Regions from separate parts of the Canis lupus genome. Here region 2 is linked to region 1. A link is a contact called in public Hi-C data. All regions are on one chromosome and are shown on one strand. The core of a region is the stretch at or near the end of the contact, and the rest is flanking DNA. Distances in the headings are between cores, read along the strand shown. Region 1 overlaps MFSD14A (hippocampus abundant transcript 1 protein). Region 2 has its middle 34 kb from the start of SLC35A3.

Region 1 (6,926 bases), core at 500-2,999:
TTAAATTATCTAAAACATTTCAAGTATCAAGCCCAGAATGTCCAAGGTTTGGCTTAGGTCACTGTGTTCACACTGAATCACAAGTCTGGGGGAACAGTGTGCAGGTTCTCGCTGGCTTGGGAAACCTGCAACGAGGGTTCTGGGTGTACTGCACGTCCCGCGTGTTATTCTGGGCGCACTTCCCATCCCCCACCACTCAGACCTTGGAGTGACTGCCCGGAGTTCCACGGGAAGGGAAGGACGAGGCCAAGTGCAGTTCTCCTTTGCCCGGACCACAGCCATCCTGCAGGAACAGCTGCCTGGGTTCAGGTATGCATTTTGACGGACCGGCACAGTGGAAAACGTACTTTTGTTTTGCTGCGTTTGGTTACAGGATGATGTGGGCTGCTGGCGCGGTAGCAGCCATGTCCAGCATTACCTTCCCGGCCGTCAGTGCCCTTGTCTCACGAACTGCTGATGCTGATCAACAAGGTGAGTTGGTTAGAACCCATGATACTTAAAAGCCCAGAATATTCTGATTATATGTTCTGTCTCCCTCCTAAGTACAGGATTGTAAGTCTACCTTCAGAATAAAGATTTTAAAATTGTTTTCACTGTTAAGAGGAAAAGCTGATGCCGGGGTAGTGTCCTCAGGTGGCTGTATAGAACCATGTCCCTCACTCTGAAAACGGGGCTCGTGTTTTTGCTAGAAAATCTACTGATGTAGGTCGGCCACCTTATATTCACTGTGTTTACTATGATGTGCTTGACACCTTGGACTTAAGTCCCCCTTTTATTTGGATCTTCGGTTTCAGTTATCTAAAGACCTTAGAAAACATTTTTATCTTAGGCTTTTGTGTTAGGAATATTTAATTCTCAAAGCGCTAACAGATAATTCTTTGAAGAGGATGGGTTTTATCTAATCATAAGGAAGGAAAGGGGTGTTACAACAGAGCAGCAGCGATCACTTGGTTGATAAATGAGGAAGGAAAGGCCTGTGGCCAAAGCAAATTGCATTTTAAATTTGAGAAAAGCATAACTCAAACTCTGTACCTGATTTAATGGGGTCTTCGCATCCGGATAGGTCGGGTTTACCTCATCTCACATTTGTATCCGTTTACTTGGTAAAGCTGATGGCTTCTAAATACTTTTTAATGCCATCTTGGCAAACCGCTAGTGTCTCCTTAGAGGTTTGGTTTTGCAGTGACTTCAGTTTGTACTGGGATAAAAATTAGCGGTGCATTACAGAATTTGTGTAAACAATTTAGGTGTTGTCCAAGGAATGATAACAGGAATTCGAGGATTGTGCAATGGTCTGGGACCAGCTCTTTATGGATTCATTTTCTACATATTCCATGTGGAACTTAAAGAACTGCCCATGACAGGAACAGACTTGGGAACGAACACAAGCCCACAGCACCACTTTGAACAGGTAATTCTTCACTCACGTGACAAAAAAATATAGTTCATTTGGCTGGACCGAAAGATAAATGGTTTTGGGTCACTAACTTTATGGGAGATTTTAGATCTGCAACACTTAAAAACCAAAGCCGAAGGGACCGTGCTCCCCTGTATGCCCCTTTTTGCAATCAGCTGTACCTGCTTTTTCCCTCCGAGAATGTAAGAATTACTTAGATATTCTAGTTTGCAACGGTACGCCCCGCGGCCCTGGCAACAGCCAGCTGCCCATCGCCTGCCGCCTGCCTGTGCTGCTGTCTCTTGCCAGACGCTTCCGTATCACACAGGTGCCCTGTGGGAAGCCTGCCTGCTGTAGGAAAAGTCAGTTAGGTGCCGATGACCATTTTTGTTCACTTGTTTGCTGTACAACTGAATATTAACGGCAGACATCCTCATTTTAGCCAATACAAACAGCGCCTCAGTTCCTTGCTTGTTTAGCAGAGTGCCAGCTAAGGCACTCTTAGCCTCTAGCCAGCTAAGACTACTTTTAAATAGAATGTTTGTGGGCTGTACACAGGTTAGACTGGCTATGCAAGTTTTTGCTAAGAATGAATGTAACTTTGGGCTAAAACAAAGGCCTTTTTGATTCTTATGGTAACAGCATTAGCTGTGTGTTTCCCTCACTTATTAGTTACTAGAGAATATATTCAGCTTTTCAAAGAAAACGGTCACAGATTCTGCTACTGTAGTTAACAGTGTGTGCTACTTAATTTTGTTTTTGAGGTCTTCCTGTTGAGCTAATGAGGTGAAGGCTCAGAGGATGTGTTCAGATTTTGTGCTGCAACTGACAGTCTGTTTTTGCATTGGCTGTTTTAAAAAAAAATCTTTTGGCTCTGTTCCTTGGATCAGTTGTTATCCTCAGAATTTTATAGTGAGAGTCTAACAGTGTCCCTTTTCTCCTGAAAAGCAAATGCATTTTCTAACTGTGGCTCTGATGAAGAAAGAGAGGATCTTGGCTTAGAATTCATAGTAATTTGAGATTACTACAGGATAAGCAGTTTTTAAGAGCAGAGATGTCTGCGTGAAAATCCTAATTATCTTTTTCTTCCTCAGAATTCGATCATCCCTGGCCCCCCCTTCCTCTTTGGAGCCTGTTCCGTACTGCTGGCTCTGCTTGTTGCCTTGTTTATTCCAGAACATACCAATTTAAGCTTACGGTCCAGCAGTTGGAGAAAGCACTGTGGCAGTCACAGCCATCCTCATAGTACACAAGCGCCAGGAGAGGCCAAAGAACCTTTACTCCAGGACACAAACGTGTGATGACCGAAATCAGGAAGACTTTTCTATCACACCCAGGTCTTAGTTTTCACCTATAGTTCTGGATGTACATTCCATTTCCATCTACAATGTACTTTAAGATTGTCTTAAGAAATGTATCTGCATGAACTCCGTGGGAACTAAAGAAAGAACCAGAACCGGACAGTTTTCCAAAGATGTTACAATTTCTTTTGAAAAGAAACCTTTTGTTTATTAGCACCAATTTCTTGCCACTAAGCTTTTTGTTTTATTATACATCCTTTAATTAAAAACTATATACGTACCTTCTTAGATACTAGCAACGTCTCTGCTACCATTTCCTTCAGGTGTTGAGCTTTAACTTTATTTATGCTGACTCACAGCGAGACAGAGTACGTAGTACGGTTATGCACCTGTTCGTTTTAACATTGTAAAATCTTGGGTCAAATAATTCAAAGCCTTAATGCAGATGTACTAAAGTAAAGAAATGGTAAATGAATTGTTTGCATTAAAAAAAAAACACTCAAGAAAATTGTACTAAATCTGAATCATGTTTCAAGCTTGTTTGTAGTAGTTTTATTTTAAATATTCACCACTGTTTTTGAAATGAGAAAATATCAGCCATTTAGAATTTAAATTGGGGTAGAGTCTGTAAATCTAAATGCTGGCTCGAATCTGTTCCCCAGCTACTTATACCACTATTCTTTTAATGTTTGCATAATCATAAGAACCTCAACACTTGAATACATAATCTAAAAATTATATAGTAAAGCTGGTAGCCTTGAAAACGTCAATGTGATATCTATATGTAGATAAATATATATAGTGGCCTTTCAGGACTGTCACAGTAACACTTTATTTACAGAGCTAATGTTTGTCCTAAATTTTCAGGACCCTAGAAGAGAGCTTTATACAATTACTGATGTGAATTTCTCTAAAGTGTATATTTTTGTGTCCAGTTATATTATTTAAAAAAGTGTTACTTTGTAAAAATTGTACATAAAGTATTGTATAGTTTACACTGTTTTCATCTTGTGTGTGGTTATTGCTCAATGCTTTTTAAACTTGGAACATTCACTATGGTTAAATAAGGTCTTAAATGTAAATATTCTGTTAATAAAATTAAATATTTTAATGATTTTTTTTTAAAAGAAAGTCTTGATCTGTGATTCCCTCTGTAAGGTCTGTTTTGGCTTTATTTGTTACCTTAATCATTTTTACAGTAACAAATCAAAGCTTTACACCTTTCTCCTTTCAATCCCCTTTTTTTCTCCCTCACTACAAAATACTCCTGTAGGAAGACAAAACGAAATTAAATGGAATTATTTAAATTCTAAGCACAAAGCACAGTCAATAGTTGCAGATCAATCCGGTTTGTTTTTATATACACGTCATACTCCATAAATACTTTATTTAACAAAGCTCAGTTTACAGAAATACATTAAGTGCGACCTTGTGATTATTAACACATGTACAACTGTACACTGCAGAACTGCAAAACAATTTCAAATAAAAAAGAACTCCCTGTATGTCATAAATCCCATCCAAACCCTGTCACAATGTTTTTTATATATTACATAATATTTACAGGAAAAATTCTAAAATCACCAAGAGGCTACTTTCCAGATTATTAGTAAGTACTTTCAAGTTACTGTAACCAAGTATTCTTACTAATACTCCTATATTAAAGTCACTGCCCAATAAGAGTTACTAAATTTTTTAGGATAAACCCCCTAGTTAAGACTGCAACTATCAGCAGAGTTTCAATGTATCATAAGACTCCATACTGTGGCCTCAGAAAAATATTAGCAAATACTAGATTCTTTGTCTTATCATGAACCCAGTGACATTGGTATTAATATATTGAATGTCTCCTCTGTGTAGTAAAGTTCTTAAAAAGAGTTTTTTAAATATCACATAAGCGTTAGCAATCTTTGCAAAAACTGATCTATAGGTTTCATAAGAGAATGCCACTTGTATTGGGTGGTCATCAACAACAAAACAAAATAGGGATCCCTTGATTGGGTGAAATTTTTTTAACCTAATTTTTTACAAATACTTCTTACTTGAAACTGGTTACAGGAGAGAGAAAAAAGTAACTTTTAACAGTTACTTATTTTGCCTACTTTATTAAGCAAACATTAAAATGAACCTGCTCTGATATTATAAATACAATATTCATGATGTTCTTATTTAGTACTAATTTTTAAAACATTCCACTAATACAGATTTAACTGCATAACTAATAAAACTCCAAAGAAAGAAAAACCAGGTGAGTGTGGACTTTCCAGTAAGCATTAAAATCGTATAAACTTTGCAGCTCAAATGATTTAAAAGCACTTTATACCTAATCTGGTCATAAAAATACATTGTCCAAATTATTTTTATAATTTATCAAAATTACTTAGTAGACTTGTTCAATAGCTAATTTAAAGATGTTAACAAGGAAAATATTTACTTGCTATGAAGGATTAATTTCATTCACTGAAGGTAATTTTAGGACTTTTCCCTTTACTGTAAATATCAATAATATAGATATCTTTGGAGGTAATCATTTTCCCTCATAATTTTCAGATGTCAAATTTAAAACTTTTATTTTACCAATGAAAATAAAGGAATTATTAACATTCTTTGGCTTCATATTATGTCTGAGCAGGTTTTCATTTACCTATATACTCAATATGACTAGAATGTCCCTTATTAGGATCAACTCTTTCCTTGGAACTTGAGAATTTCTAAGGACTCATTTAATAAAACTCCTACTATTATTCTAAAATACCATGTTCCAAACTAAAGTGTCATTTACTCAGAATCTTCACTCCAAGCCCACCAAGTATAAAACTGGCTCCTCTAGCTTGCCATAAGACAACAGCAGTACTTTAAAAAGGATCCAAACAATCTAATAATTTTTCTAATTGAAACTTGCTGGCTTAGGATCTGTTCATGTTATTTTTAAACCATGGGGATTTCTAAAAGTTCAATAAAAAATAAAAAGATAACACTAGCATTAACTGTTTGTTAACTGCCCAGGGAAGTATGCTGAAGATGGAGAAGGGAGCACTGCGGGTTTTGAAGAGGTCTGTAAGGCTCCTAAAGTGCCATCTTTTTGATGGTCTGCAAATGAGGACAGAAAAAGATTATTTGTATTCACAAGTTTTTATATAATATGGTCAAACCACAGCATAAAATCCATTTCAGAAATGTCTTCTCACCTGGATTATTGAACAGGTTTTGGCTGAGCCCACGTAAAGGAATGCTATCTTCCCTTTTCTTCAGGTATTTGGATTCCAGCCCTAAATTTGCACCACTTGAAAGGAAAATAGTATTTATTTTAATAAAGACTTATTTTCACTTTAATAGGTATTTTTGAAGGTTTGTCTAATCTACAGATACACATATATAAAAATAAATACAACTTTATAGCTTTGTTCAAAAATCATTCACTGGTTTCTTAAACAAGTAATTTATCCATAAACCTTCCCTAAGGAAGCAGTATAATAAATAACACTAATAAATTGAAGAGCTAAGATAAAGAATATAGGGGAAATGGAAACTCTAGTACTATGAAACTAAGACAGTAGTGCATAAGTGATACGTGATGAATGAAAACACATTTTCATGCTTCAAGAATATCCTTACTACTTAATAATTTCTATCTCCTCTCATATTTAGAATACGAGTAAGGGGCACCTGGGTGGCTCAGTCGGTTAAGTCTCCGACTTGATCTCAGCTCAGGTATCGATCTCAGGGTTGTGAATTCAAGCCCCATGTTGGGCTTCACGCTAGGTGTGGAGCCTACTTTAAAAAATATTTTTCCTTTGCCAAAAGCTCTTCAAAATTTTATACTACTTCAAAGTTATTAATATGCACTATTAAAATAATGAATTCTAGTCAGATGAATACAAATACAAAATTTTGGAAAAGCATGGGGGGCATTTATGTAGTTGTGTTTTTCCCCTTTCCACCACCATATTCCTTTCTCTAGTAGTTCCTTATAACAAGAATTTAAATGGTCTTTTTCTAATTTTCAGAAAATAATTGGGTAAAAAGGTGTTGCCCTCAATTTTAACTTTTCTTCTTTAACCTTTGATACCCACTGCCACTTTCTCCTAGATGACAATGGAAAAAAAAACAATTATCAACCGAAAATACTCAAAATAGCTGAACAGTACTAATTTTATGGACACATGATTATGTTTGATTTTGTACCACAAATATATTTTCTGCAAGTAACACTGCTCTTGGTAAGTATG
Region 2 (7,167 bases), core at 4,323-6,822, 130 kb before region 1:
TTTATAAATGAGAACATTGATAAAGTGTCTTGCTCTACATCACACAACACAAATTACAGAACCAAGACTCAACCTCTGGTCTTGCTACAACAAATCATCTCTCTCTCAAAGATCCTCAAAATTGCAGTTTTCTGTTCTTGTCCTCACATTTCTTGCCATCATCCACCCATAGGTCAAGCATGACTGTTATCAGTGTCATCTGATTACAGAAAACATTAGATCTTGTTCTGCTTAGATCTAGACATAACCCCCTATCACCTGGTCAGAATGCCGTGTCTGCAGCCATCTGCCTGAATAAGATGACTGATCTTTTTCTTGCTAAATATTCAGACCCCAAGTGCCAAGCATGGGTTAGGTGACACAATTTGGATACATTTACAAATATAAATGTCCTATCAAAGTGAGGCAGTAAAGAGTCAGATAATGAGGATAAGAATGGTTGAGAGAGGGGAGCCTGGGTGGCTCAGTTGGTTAAACATCTGCCTTTGGCTCAGGTCATGATCTCAGGGTCCTGGTATGGAGCCCCACATGGGTGGGGGGGGGGGGTGTCCCTGCTCAGCAGGGAGTATGCTTCTCCCTCTCCCTCTGTCTCTCCCCCTGCTTTTGCATGCCTCGCCTCTCTCTCTCTCCCTTTCATGAATATATTAAATCTTAAAAAAAAAAAAATTAAGAGATGACCAGCTGTGCTGTCAAAGTTGCTACCTGTGGATTTTGGTAAGAAGTCAGGATTCACCCCCAGGCATGGAGAATCCTAAAAGGAGCAAGTTAATATCTATAGAAGGTCACTAACAGATACGGCACTTCACTCTGCAAATGTTTACTGCTAATATTGATTGTAGCTGATAGATTTTGAAAGTGCAAAACTAAGCACTAAGTCTTCTTAGCCACTTTTTCTTATACAAAAAGATTCCTGTTGATAGCACATCACATTTGATGGATCACAAAGTCTCACTTTACCTGACTAGGTTCTCTTCTATTACCTCTTTCTGTTCACACTCTTGTCTTTTCCTTAGACTAATATAATTATTCCTGAGTTGGTCACAACTTACTTCATCCCTCATAGAACTATGAGGAAAACCTCTCTTGAACACTGATTCTATCCCATCATTGCTCAGAGGACATTTGGAATCCCCTGTAATCTGGCCCACTTGTTCTTTCCAAAGTTGATCAGTTGCCTGAGTTTTTGTTTCTTCAAAAACATCCTCTTGTTTGTAAAAACAAGAGGATGGTAATACCTACACTGTAGGGCAGTAAACATTCATGAACGTGACCCATAGTATATCAGGATTAAGTCTGATGTTGTGATAGAACCCAAATAACAGCGGTCTAAGTGAGATTAGGGTGCAGAGGTGTGCAATCCAAGGCTGATGCACTGGTTTCATGGTCATCAGGAACCAGGACTAACAACTAATGGACACAGAATATTTTTATCACTTCCCAGGTATAGTATTTTTAATGTGAGCTCGTTTCCCAGATGTGAGCAGAGATGTACAATAATGAACTCACTTATGTTAATCAGTGGTTTTTCCTCCAAATTAAAATTTTTTGACGTTCCAGAGCTAAATCTTGGGAAAACAAGAGCTCAACGTTTATATTGTCTAAATTCTGATGTGGGAAACAAAGGCAAAAGAAAAATTATTAAGTTTCCTTACTACTTACAGCCCATTGACAAGTCCTTGAAACAGGCAGAGCGACATTCCTCCAGGAACTCAGCTGCCTCAGTTTAATACCTGCTAAGAGCAAAAGGCAAATCTCAGCCTGACTCCCAGGATCCTGTAAGTCTAACATATAAAAATTCCTTTGGAAACCTCCTTTATCTCTACCCTCCAAGATAGATGTTGATAATCATCCCCCAAACATATGGCCCACCGATACATATCTGAAGGGTCTCATGCCTAAGGTTTTATTAGATGGTAATAAATGACCTGTTCCTAACAATAGGTAGCCCCCTCAAGGTCCTGGAAACTCTGTTTCCAAAATTCCTTAGAGATGTACTATCTCCCTGACTCCTTCTCAACTTGAAGATATATGATGACCACCCCTCATGACACCGGTGCAGCTCTTTCTGCCCACAGATCCTGTCTCTGTGCTTTAATAAAACCACCGTTTTGCGCCAAAGACATCTCAAGAATTCTTTCTTGGCCATCAGCTTCAAACCCCAATGTCTTTTCCTACAGTAAATTCATTGCAAGGACACCTGGTTGGCTCAGTAGTTGAGCGTCTGCCTTCGGCTCAGGTCATGATCCTGGGATCCTGGGATCGAGGAGCCTGCTTCTCCTTCTGCCTCTGTCTCTGCCTCTCTCTGTGTGTGTCTCTAATGAATAAATAAATAAAATCTTTTAAAATAATTTAAAGGAATTAAAAAATTTAAATGAGTCTTTAAAATGTAAGTATAAAATTATGAATTATAAAATTTGTTCTTACTTTAACCAAGCCAGAAAATTTGCAATAATTTTTTTTAAGATTGTATTTATTTATTCATGAGAGATACACAGAGAGAGAGAAGCAGAGACACAGGCAGAAGGAGAAGCAGGATCCTCACAGGGAGCCCCATGTGGGACTTGATCCTGGATCCCGGATCACTCCCAGAGCTGAAGGCAGATGCTCAACCACTGAGCCACCCAGGTGTCCCTAATTCATTAAATTTTAAAGACATAGGTCCACTTACATGTGGATTTTTTACAGTACTGTATTTGCTCTTATGATTTTCTTAACACTTTTCTTTAGCTTACTTTATTGTAAGAATACAGTAGATAATATGTATAACATACAAAATATGTGTTAATCAACTATTTGTTATTGGTGAGGCTGCCTGTCAACAATAGGCTATTAGTATTTAAAATTTGGAAGAGTCAGGGATCCCTGGGTGGCTCAGCGGTTTGGTGCCTGCCTTCAGCCCCGAGCGTGATCCTGGAGTCCTGGGATCCAGTCCCACATCGGGCTCCCTGTGTGGAGCCTGCTTCTCCCTCTGCCTGTGTCTCTGCCTCTCTGTCTCTCTCGCTCATGAATTAAAATAAAATTTGGAAGAATCAAAAGTCCTATGTGGCTTTTTGACTGCAAAGGGTTGGCATCCCCTTACCTCAGTGTTGTACAAGGTCAATTGTACTTGAGCTGCACACATATGAGTTACACACTTTTCTGTCTGTAGATTAGAGATCCACAAAAAGTCTCCCCACCTCTGCCATAAAAACCTGTTATATAGAAGCACCTGGGTGGCTTGGCGGGTTAAGTATACAACTCTTGATTTCAGCTCAGGTCATGATCTCAGGGTGTGAGATGGAGCCCTGTGTGGGGCTCCAGCTGGGCGCAGAGCCTGCTTAAGGTTCTCTCTCCCTCTCTGTCCCTCCCCCATTAAAAAAAACCAACAACAACAACCTGTTAACAGAGCCCTTGTATTATTTCAACAGTAATTGAACTTAACATTTTGTGCTTTACCGTTTAAGGTTTTAGAGACCATCTACTGTGTGAAGTAGTCTTTGTTTTTATTTACACTAAATTTATCCTTTTAGAATATTACTCAGTTTGATCAGTAAAACTGTTTATCCTAATTTTATAATTAGCTTGATTTTTATAGGCTTCTAGCATATCCCAAATCTTTTTCTTTTCTCTCTCTCTCTCTCTCTCTCACACACACACACACACACACACAAACCCCTTTTACACACTTCTAAAAAAAATTGGGATCTGGGGATTCCTGGATGGCTCAGTGGTTTAGTGCCTGCCTTCGGCTCATGGCATGATCCTGAAGTCCTGGGATCAAGTCCCACATCAGGCTCCCTGCATGGAGCCTGCTTCTCTCTCTGCCTGTGTCTCTGCCTCTCTCTCTTTCTCTGTGTGTCTCTCATGAATAAATAAATAAAATCTTAAAAAAAAAATGGGATCTAAGTGCCTTATCCAACGTAACAGATTTTTAGATGCAGGCATCCTGATGGCTAACTCAGCATTATCTTCTTCCTATAATTCCATGGTGTAAGAAAAGAACTAGGTGGTACTGGGCAAGTTCCCTGATGTGGGTGCTGCCGTTTGCCATCTTGTAACTACAAAGGGTTCTCCATCATTTGGACAAAGATACAGTATCTCCTCTATGGTGAGAGGTCAGGGGATTCAAGATAGTTAGAATTCACATCAAAACGGTATCAATTATTCAAAGTATTGGACTTCTATGGAACATGGTAATTCTTTTATATTCTAAACAGAATTCTTCAGTTAAAAAGCATCTAATCAGGGTAGCCCGGGTGGCTCAGCAGTTTCCTGCCGCCTGCAGCCCAGGGTGTGATCCTGGAGACCGGGGATGGAGTCCCGCACCAGGCTCCCTCTGCCTGTGTCTCTGCCTCTCTCTCTCTCTCTCTCTCTCTCAATCTCTCTCTCTTCCGTCTCTCAAGAATAAATATATAAAATCTTTAAAAAAAAAAAAAAAAAAAGGCATCTAATCATTTCAGGAAGGTCACAAAAGACCATCATTAAAAACTTAGGAAGCATGGGATCCCTGGGTGGCGCAGTGGTTTGGCGCCTGCCTTTGGCCCAGGGTGCGATCCTGGAGACCCGGGATCGAATCCCACGTCGGGCTCCCAGCATGGAGCCTGCTTCTCCCTCTGCCTGTGTCTCTGCCTCTTTGTGACTATCATGAATAAATAAATAAAATCTTTAAAAAAAAAAAAAACTTGGGAAGCAATTAAGCTTGCTTTTTCCCCCCTTTTTTTGCCAGATTTTTTGTTTTAACATATAAAAACATTTATTCAGTAGGAAACAAAAGTGGCAGACACCATCCAGTGAAAGCAGCTCAATCCTGCTCAGTTAGGCTTTAAAAAAAGAAAGGGGGATCCCTGGGTGGCGCAGCGGTTTGGCGCCTGCCTTTGGCCCAGGGCACGATCCTGGAGACCCGGGATCGAATCCCACATCGGGCTCCCTGCATGGAGCCTGCTTCTCCCTCTGCCTGTGTCTCTGCCTCTCTCTCTCTCTCTTTGACTATCATAAATAAATAAAAAATTTAAAAAAAGAAAGGAAGACAGACAAGTGCTTCACAGGAGCAACGGACTTCAAGGTCACCCCGCAAGACACCCGCAAGCAGGGACGGGGACAGGGAGGGTGACCTCTTAGGGCCTTCGGAGAGGTGCTCGGCGGATGGGTGTGGTCTTGGGTGTCTCATCTTCTGTCCTCTCTGCCGAAAGCCCTTCCTCGCTGGACTCAGCACTTGAGAAGACAATTCTGGGTTTCTTTTTGGAAACTCGCTGTCGGGTATCTGGAGGCCGATGGGCGGTACGGCAGGATTTGGGGGTGACAAAGTCACCGTCTGGGGAGGCCGCAGAGGCCAGACGCTGGTGCCGCTTGGAAACGGGAGGTTCGGTGGGTGGGGCTCCCTGGCACCCCGCGGCCCGCCTCCAGGCCTTCCACTGCGTCCAGCCCCTGCTGCGGCGGACCCGACGCTTCTGCTCAAATCCATCGATGACAGCCCTGCCCGCGACCGACAGCAGAGCACCGAGGTGGGCTCCTCCGACCGTCCACCCCGAAGCAGTCGCAGCCGAGCGGCGCCGCGGGTACGGCCGGGCCGGCTGGGCGGAGGCGGGAGGCCGGCGGCGGCTCGGCGGGGTCGCGGAAGGGCTCTGCCCCACCCCCGGGGGCTGACGGGCGCCCGCCCTATCCGGGAGGAGGTCACAGATGGCGCTGCCCTGGGGGAGCTCCGGGAAGTGACCGGCGGCAGGGGCGATGCGCCGCGGCCACCTCGCTCGCCTGCCCCTCGCCTTCGCCGCGTCCTTCAGGGCCGGGTGCGCCCCCTCCAGGCCCGCGGCTCTCCGCGCTGGGGGCGGGGCCCTGGCCCGGCCGTGCAGGACTTGCCCCCCCGCAAGCGAGGCCGCTGCAGGGAGCTCAGGGCCGCTGCAGGGCCAGGATCGTTGCAGGGAGCTCAGGGCCGCTGCAGGGTCAGGGTCGTTGCCGGGAGCTCAGGGCCGCTGCAGGGAGCTCAGGGCCGCTGCAGGGCCAGGGTCGTTGCAGGGAGCTCAGGGTCGCTGCAGGGTCAGGGTCGCTGCAGGGAACTCAGGGCCGCTGCAGGGAGCTCAGGGCCACTGCAGGGTCAGGGTCGTTGCCGGGAGCTCAGGGCCGCTGCAGGGAGCTCAGGGCCGCTGCAGGGAGCTCAGGGCCGCTGCAGGGCCAGGGTCGTTGCAGGGAGCTCAGGGCCGCTGCAGGGCCAGGGTCGTTGCAGGGAGCTCAGGGTCGCTGCAGGGCCAGGGTCGCTGCAGGAAACTCAGGGCCGCTGCAGAGAGCTCAGGGCCACTGCAGGGCCAGGGTCGCTGCAGGGAACTCAGGGCCGCTGCAGGGAGCTCAGGGCCACTGCAGGGCCAGGATCGTTGCAGGGAGCTCAGGGCCGCTGCAGGGTCAGGGTCGTTGCCGGGAGCTCAGGGCCGCTGCAGAGAGCTCAGGGCCACTGCAGGGCCAGGGTCGCTGCAGGGAACTCAGGGCCGCTGCAGGGAGCTCAGGGCCACTGCAGGGCCAGGGTCGTTGCAGGGAGCTCAGGGCCGCTGCAGGGCCAGGGTCGTTGCAGACCGTGAGCAAAAGCGGAGCGAAGGCAGCAGGGCCGCTCGCCGTCCGGCAGCCCCTCGCAGGTGCGGCGGGGAGCTCAGCCTCTGCGGCTCCTCCTCCGCGGCGGTCTCGGTGGCCTCCGGGCCGGGCGGGCCTCCTCCTCGTCTGAGTCCTTAGGCTTCTGCTCCTGCTCCTCCTGAAGAGCCCGGCGCCCACAGAGCTCCCCGCTCGCCGCCTGTTCCAAACGTGCCACCTGCTGCGGAGCCACGTCTCCGGCCTGGGACAGCGGGTTCATCAGCAGGAAAGTGGGGAGCCCAGGGGTGTCCTTCGGGCCCTCCTGGTGCTGCTCTTCTCCCAAATTCCCCGGGGCCTGTTTGCACGGCCCTGCAGTACCTGGCACGGAGCCTGTCGGGGCCCTCTGCCAGTTGGGATATGAGGGCCACGGCCACCTCTTTGGGATCCAGAGTGGGTCTGGGTGGACAAGGCCTCTTGCGATCACCTCCCGCAGTCGCTCAAATAGCCCGTGTTCCCGAGGCAGCCGGAAGGGAGGGTGACTGCCCAGAGAAGGCCTTCTCCTGTCAGAGAGGTTGGCGATGGCATGGCACACCTGCTGGGCCAGCGGTAGTCTTGCGGAAACTTCTCATCCGGCCCTAT

What was found. Hi-C and Micro-C count contacts between places; a contact is called where the count stands out from the background.
Region 2: a Hi-C map of liver shows a contact between it and region 1, with 2.6 times the contacts expected there. The contact joins two enhancer-like sites. A contact is called at or near these places in 2 of 9 Hi-C or Micro-C datasets (blood and liver).

Annotation. Positions count from the first base shown.
Region 1 is chr6:50,351,579-50,358,504 of UU_Cfam_GSD_1.0, reverse strand. MFSD14A (hippocampus abundant transcript 1 protein) reads left to right here. Exons shown (of 12, transcript XM_038541223.1): 10 at 374-471; 11 at 1,248-1,411; 12 at 2,491-3,697. The coding sequence ends at 2,697. It overlaps SASS6 (spindle assembly abnormal protein 6 homolog), which reads right to left. Exons shown (of 17, transcript XM_038541220.1): 16 at 5,886-5,980; 17 at 3,852-5,787. The coding sequence ends at 5,681. LOC119876382 (a long non-coding RNA gene) reads left to right here and starts at 6,435. Exons shown (of 3, transcript XR_005361151.1): 1 at 6,435-6,917. Within about 2 kb of position 1,749, at least 5 of the 20 cell types and tissues checked have an H3K27ac peak or open chromatin away from gene starts, as enhancers often do. A contact at or near this core is called in liver, where this site is marked.
Region 2 is chr6:50,487,731-50,494,897 of UU_Cfam_GSD_1.0, reverse strand. It overlaps the pseudogene LOC119872254. Among named protein-coding and RNA genes, the nearest start is that of SLC35A3, 34 kb to the right of the region's middle. Within about 2 kb of position 5,572, at least 10 of the 20 cell types and tissues checked have an H3K27ac peak or open chromatin away from gene starts, as enhancers often do. A contact at or near this core is called in liver, where this site is marked.